2 separate regions of the Mus musculus genome follow, and region 2 is linked to region 1. Evidence: chromatin contacts called from public capture Hi-C data. All regions are on one chromosome and are shown on one strand. The core of a region is the stretch at or near the end of the contact, and the rest is flanking DNA. Distances in the headings are between cores, read along the strand shown.

Region 1 (3,385 bases), core at 235-2,734:
TGTTTATCTCTGGTCAGTGAGGTGTTAGGACTCCAGAGATTTCTATCCTGTAATTCCAGCAACAACTTCTGATCCTACCTGCAATTCTTGGCACATTTCTGCTCCCAATCACAAACTTTGGGGCTATCCCAACCTATCTTCCCTTGGGTTTAACAATTCTTTGCAGTGACTCATCAGACTCAGGAATGCTCTATACTTATAATGTCAGTCTTATTACTAAAGCCACAATGGAAGACACACATGGAGCAAGAGGCAGGGACAGAGTGTAACCAGCTTTTCTAAGTCTTTGTGTGTTTCACCCTGTGAGCCCACATCTAGCTCACCGATCCAAAGCCTCACTAGTCAATGCTTTTACAGGGGTTGCAATAGGCATAGGTGATGCTCTTTGCCCATTGAGGATTATCTTCAGTCTCCATTTCTTAGAGGCTGGGAGCTGGGACTCTAATCACATAGCTGGTTTTGTTTATCTTTACCCAGTTCTGATCCTGGAGTTAGCTGAATCTAACTAACAGTAACCTCATTAGTATCATAGAAACATTCCCAGCACTCAGGAAATTCCACATATTCCAAGAGCTCAACTCCAGGAACTCTGGGCAAAGATAAACACATACTTTTTAAGATATCACACTATCAAATTGTAAAACACTCATCAAATAACTCACCAATGTTCTTCAAAGTTACTAAAGGCATGTGAGAGAGAGAGAGAGAGAGAGAGAGAGAGAGAGAGAGAGAGAGAGAGGGAGAATGAGAGACAACCCAAAAATCCATGCTGTCCCAGACTGCAAAGGAACTAGGAAGATAGGATTAAAGTCAATGTTAGGACCCTGGACTGGATTCTGGACCAAAACAAGGATGTTTGTGGGATGACTGGTCTGATGAGTAGTTTGTATTATTAACTTTATATGCTTTAGAGTGGCCTGGGAAGAAAGGCTCAGAGAGGAATTGCCCAGAGCAAATTGGCCTACGGCATTGTCTATCTTGATTATAATAACTGATGTGGCTAGGCCCACCCCACTCCCTAAGAGTGGTTTTCCGGTAGCATAAGTATAGAGAGCCACCGAGCACTAACAGACAGGCATGTGCATATTTCTCTCTTCTCTTGACTATAGAAGTAATGTGAGTAGCTGGCGACCCACACATGAAGTTGTTTTCTGACCTCTACACATGTGCCATGCTCATGCACTATCTCCATACATCACACACACACACACAAACACACACACACAGAGAGAGAGAGAGAGAGAGAGAGAGAGAGAGAGAGAGAGAGAGACCCAAGTCTCCTGCCTTGACTTCCCCTCAACAAAGGACATTTGATGATCCTTGTTCTAAGCTTTCCTTTCCAACATTCTTAGCTTCTGTACTGTTTCTCTGAAGTTACCCCACCCCCACCCCCACCCCTCCCCCTCTCCCCACCCCCATCCCTGCCACACCCTTTGCTGTGCAGCTGATTATCCTGGTTTATGCCCTGTGGCTGCCGTCCATGTTTTGCTCACTGTGCATTGCTTTCTCTCTTGGATCTCCCTCATCTGGACAGCTGGCGATTTTGTTTGTCTGCCTTGCAGTGTGTTTTTTAAGCGCCATTAAGATTGCCCTCCAGCCTCCTTTTTAGTCGTTCTTAAATTCTTTCACTAACAAGACTACGAGTTCCACCTCTCACTGGAAATGTCAAGTTTAGCCAGAGGGGGTTTTGATTTAAATTGTATGATTCTCCCTAATCAGCATAGTCGTGGGCAAAGCATCTGGTGTGGAGTGACAGGCTGCATTAGCTGACTTCAGACCACTATGATCTTTCTATTATTATACTTAATCCGCCTGTTCACACTGAAGTAGAAAGACACACTGAACCAGTTAGACATTGATCATTCATTTTCATTTTTCTAGAAACACTATAATAACTGATTTTATCAACATAAGACATTTTAGTGCCATCTGCCAAAAATACTGTCATAAAATCCATTTTAGGGTCAATAAAATTATAAACAAAAACATGAGGAAAATTAGATGTCTTGATAACGCCTGTGATGGAATGGTGTCGTCTCACATGTGGAAGCCCTTGTATGGCTTTCAACATGAACAGCTGTTCATGGAGCTATTAAGCGATGGAAAAGAGCCATTGCCCAGGGTTGGTTACTGACGTGAAATCTCTGGTCTAGATGTTCTGGGGTTCCTTCCTGACAGAAGACTTGAGTGAAATGTGGTGGGTTTTTAATTCTAGTGCTGAGGTAAAGAATCTAGGTCCTTATGCTTGCTATGCAAGTATTTTTCCTTATTCCTTCTCTCTCTCTCTCTCTCTGTATCTATGTTTATGTGTGTATGCACATTCATGCATAGAGGTAATACGGAAGCATGGCACACATGTGGAGATGAGAGAACAACTTCATGTGTGGGTCACCAGTCACCTTCTATCTTTTATTTGAGACGGGATCTCTTCTTGGCCTGGGACTTCCCCACATAAGCCAACTCAGCTTTGTGCTCTACCACTGGGCTGTATCTACGGCTCTCTTTTTGTTTTGAAGCAGAGGAGTCTCATTAAGTTGGCCAAGTTGAGCTTGAACTCACTCTCTAGTCCAGGCAGCCCTTAAACTTGAGCTCTTCCTGCAATGTGTGATTCTGCTTTCAGATCCTGCTCCTCTCCACATCTCCAGACTCTACACTGAGAGGCCCAGGAGGGGCTTCAGATTATGACTGTAATGTCACCAGCTCCCCGCAGATGTGCCTACAGGTCACACGCCTTCCTCTCATCCTCCCATCCTATGAAGATAGGCATGCTTAAGAATGCAGTAAGATACCATTGCTGGCTTGGGGAGGAAGGAGCCAACACGGGATGAAATATACAAGGAACATAGGGAGAAAGCACAGTTGGCCCTGGGTGACAGAGAATGACATTTGAGTGGGTACCTCCCAGAAGGTGTATAGTCTAAGAAAGGCTCCGTGGAGCTGTGTGGAGACCCTCTAAGGCAAATCGAGCAGATGAAGAGGTCTGTGTCCTTCTAACTGCACCTGTCATACTCAGACATGGTAGGAACATCATTGGAGGGAGATGCAACTTCATGCAGGTGACCCAGTCTACAGCTGGGGCCCTGGGTCAATCAATATAACTCCCTGCAGTGGCAGGTTTAAGGGTACATTAATAGGGCACTACAGAGAATGAGCAGGACACTAAACAGATGATGACCACTCCGTCAACAAAGGGACCTCAGAACCTCCCTTATTCTGAAGCAACAAGGGATTTTCCTTTCTCCGTCTTGTGTTCCATGGAGGAAACCAGCGCTTCGCCTTTGTGCTGCTTGCCCTCTTTCTTTTGGCTGCATGCTCTTTTCCATGTCCAGCAGTTTCTTGTTTCCCCAAGTAACATTTCAGGTTTGCTGACCGTACGATTTCATAT
Region 2 (3,484 bases), core at 911-3,410, 480 kb before region 1:
TTAAAGCTACTCCCAGTGACACACCTCCTCCAACAAGACCATACCTCCTAGTCCTTCCCAAACAGTTCCACCAAGTGGGAACCAAGTATTCAAATATATGAGTCCGTATGTGTGTGTGTGTATGAGAGAGAGAGAGAGAGAGAGAGAGAGAGAGAGAGAGAGAGAGACCATTCAACCCCCACAGAGAGGAGCGTGGTCACGTTCAAACCTCAGTGTCCATTTCCTACCAGGCTAGAATAAAGCTACTTGTTCCCCACATTGCTCCCACTTAGAAATCACATCATGTAGCTGGATGTGGTGGTGCACACCATTAATCTCAGCACTCAGTAGGCAGAGGCAGGTGGATCTCTGTGAATTTGATGCCAGCCTGGTCTACAGAGTGAAAGGAGACACACACACACACACACACACACAGAAGGAATCATTGAAACGATGTTCCATTTATCATAGAAATGGTGCTAATTAGACCATGCATGGGGCTGACTGGCTTATCAAATATCCAAGCCTCAGACACCCTACCAGTTTCATTTCTGTTGCTGTGGAAAAACAAACAAAAACAAACAAAGAAAGAAATCAACCAACAAACAAAACAGTGACAAAAAGCAACACAGAGGCAGAAAGGATTTACTGTATTTGTACTTCCAAGTTCCTGTCTGTCATTTTAGGGAAGTTGAGGCAGGAACTCAAGCAGCTGGTCACTCACATCTATAGCCAAGATCAAAAGGAGAATGAATGAACCTTTGCTTGTTTGCTTTTTCTCTCTTTTCCTGTCTCATATAGTTTAAGGTTCTCTGCCTAGGGAATGGTGCTACCCACAATGGGCTGGGTCTCCCTACATCAATTAGACACCTCCCCCAACCCCAGACATGCTCACAGGCCAACTTGATCTAAATAATTCATCATTAACTCACTTTCCAGGTGTCTCTAGGTTGTGTCAAGACGACAGTGAGAACCAGCACAGACATCCCTGGTAGGATATTTGATATGAAGAAATTGCCGATGAATTTGAGGTGTGATGGTGACTTGGTGTGCATGTTTCTGTCTATAAAAGAATCTTTATCTTTTAGAGATATATGGCATGTTGACAGTTTTTTTTAAAAGAAATGGTATGCTATATGGTATTAGCTTCAAAGTATTAATAATTAGAGGAGAGGAGAGTTTAGATGGCACAAAATTCAAATGGTCGACGTTGAATGACGCATACCTGGAAGGTTCTTGTACTGATTCGTCTTTCTACTCTGACAGATATTTAAATGTTTCCCATAAGAAACAGTAAAAGCCAAGAGCTGTGAGTGTAGCTCGGTTAGTGGAGTACCTGCTTAGTATAGCTGAAGCCCTGTGCTCAATCCCCAACATCACATATACCACACGTGGTGGCACATGGGGAGGTGGGGGACACGAGGATCAGAAGTTCTTTTACATAGTAAGTTCAAGGCCAGCCTGTTTCAAAACACTGGCACACACACACACACAATCCAAAATGGAAAACAAGACAAAAACAAACAAAAAGCCTAAAAGCCACCCCTCATTTGAGGACTCGGTGGGTACATTTTGCAGGGACCCCCAGATGGGTGCACAAAGGGCACTGGCACACAACCACCTGGAAAAGCTGTTCTGCAAAGTTCATTCAGGTGGAGGCAGCAGGTGGCTGTTGCAGAGGAAGCCTGTGTGCCCAGGGAAAAAAAATCTCTGGCTCTGTTCCTCTCATTGCTTTGCTGGACTTTCCTAAGGATTCATCTGTCTCTTCACCTTTGGAAAGAGTGTCTGGGAAAATACTTATGAGGATGGTAAATGAGATCCTTTGTTTGCTTCCAAAACTACTTCTTAATGTTATTTCATTCTTACTGTTTTGTGCAAGGCTGGGATCAAACCCAGGGCCTCCTACGTGCTAGGCAAGTGTTCTACCAGTAAGCCACACCCCAGCCTCATTCTTGAGACTGAAGGAGTGTTTTGATTTGTGTAGGAGCTGAACTAGCCTGCTCTCTGTCTTACCCTTCTAAGGCCTCTGGAAACCTTGTACCCCACCTCAGTTCCCAGAGGGGCGAGTTACCTTCTTAGAGAGAACTCTGTTCTTGCTTGGCAGTGGGGACTTTCAAGGTCGATGTTGAGGGCGGGGCCCAGGTGGGGCTGGGTGGAGCAGGGCTGGCTGGTGTGGCAGGTTTGACCTCACCCACTGCAGGATGTGTTGATACAACAGAGTGGCCTCTGGAGAGGGAGCCAGGACAGTGTGTGAAGGGGGAGAGGCTGGGCAGCCTCCCTGCCACCGGGCCCTGGACCACTTGAAAGCCACAACTGACTGTGGCCACTTGCTGCTGCTACTGCTTCTGCTTCTGCTGTGCCCTGCTCCAGGAATCAGGCAGTGGGTCCCCCACACAGAACAAGCTCCAAGGAAACTCAGGTGAGAAAGCACCGTGCTTTTTGATCTGCCTGAGGCTAATGCCTTGTTTCTGTGAATGAACATGTTGCCCAGTTTATCAGATACAATAGTAAAAATCTTTCTGATTCATTTTGGTGCTCAAAAGCAGAGTGTAGTGCCAGTTGGTGGACTTCTGGGGCAGGTGGGGTGGGGGTTAAGGAAAAGAAATAAGTCAGGAAATCATTTTTGACAATTATTTTGTGATTAATATCGAGTTAGCTTTATACTAGAATAATGATCACTGGAGAGTCCCGGCCTCGGGATTTTGTTGCCTAATGGAGATTAGGGAACTTGTTAAGCAAGTCATTGACTGATAATTGGGCAGCAGACAGGAGGCAGGATAGTCAAGGAAGGTTTGCTGAAGGAATAGAGAGATGATATTATTATGTGGGGTGTTGGTTGGGTGGCAGAGAGGGGAGACTGAGATTCTAGACTCAGCTGAGATTCGTGAGCAAAGGCCCTGGGGTAGGTGCTGAAACAGGGAGAAATCAGTACAGATGTCTGGAGAGGAGACTGAGACAGATGGAGCTGAGAAGACAAGGGCCACATCCAAGGCCTTTTCTCAGCCTTCTCACAGGCTTTAGACTTTATCCTGCATCTGGCAGGTTGTGGGTCGGCTGGATGTTAGGAAGTCAGATCTATGCTTGAGGACGCTGGTTTTCCGGGTCAACTTGAAGGGAAAAAAAATGATAGAGAGAAGCAGCGGGGACCCTCGGGAGGGGGGAGGGGGAGGGGAGGGGGACTGTGGGAAATCGGTCTGTAGCGGACAGGCCAGCATGCCCTGCTTGTACTCCATGGACTGTAGTTGGTCATTGTGAATCGTCTTCGCCTTTCTTCCTAACCCAGAAGGGTGCCCTCCCTCACCCTCTGTCCCAATCGAGACACTAAAGGAAAGCAGTGCCCTGTGCCCTGTGGCTGTTTTGTTCTCATGAGTGTGTAGTGTGTGTGTGTAACCCCCAAAGGTCCAGGAGAGGAGTTCCAGGGAAGGGTGTGTGGGGTTGGGAAGGAGTACGGAATCAGAAAGGACTTGAACTGTTGGTAGTCTAGGGACACAGAAAAGTGTGTGTC

What was found. Capture Hi-C pulls out chosen DNA fragments and counts their contacts.
Region 2: a capture Hi-C map of embryonic stem cells shows a contact between it and region 1, with 2.9 times the contacts expected there. The contact joins two enhancer-like sites. A contact is called at or near these places in 4 of 39 promoter capture datasets (the 3T3-L1 cell line, embryonic stem cells, hippocampal neurons and 1 more), 2 of 115 datasets of contacts at active chromatin or transcription factors (both in embryonic stem cells) and 2 of 9 other capture datasets (embryonic stem cells and liver).

Annotation. Positions count from the first base shown.
Region 1 is chr6:37,619,925-37,623,309 of GRCm38.p6, reverse strand. No RefSeq gene overlaps it. Among named protein-coding and RNA genes, the nearest start is that of Gm33429, 90 kb to the right of the region's middle. Within about 2 kb of position 1,484, at least 34 of the 459 cell types and tissues checked have an H3K27ac peak or open chromatin away from gene starts, as enhancers often do. A contact at or near this core is called in embryonic stem cells, where this site is marked.
Region 2 is chr6:38,095,762-38,099,245 of GRCm38.p6, reverse strand. The region is part of intron 1 of Atp6v0a4 (ATPase, H+ transporting, lysosomal V0 subunit A4); the gene reads left to right. Among named protein-coding and RNA genes, the nearest start is that of Tmem213, 12 kb to the left of the region's middle. Within about 2 kb of position 2,160, at least 26 of the 459 cell types and tissues checked have an H3K27ac peak or open chromatin away from gene starts, as enhancers often do. A contact at or near this core is called in embryonic stem cells, where this site is marked.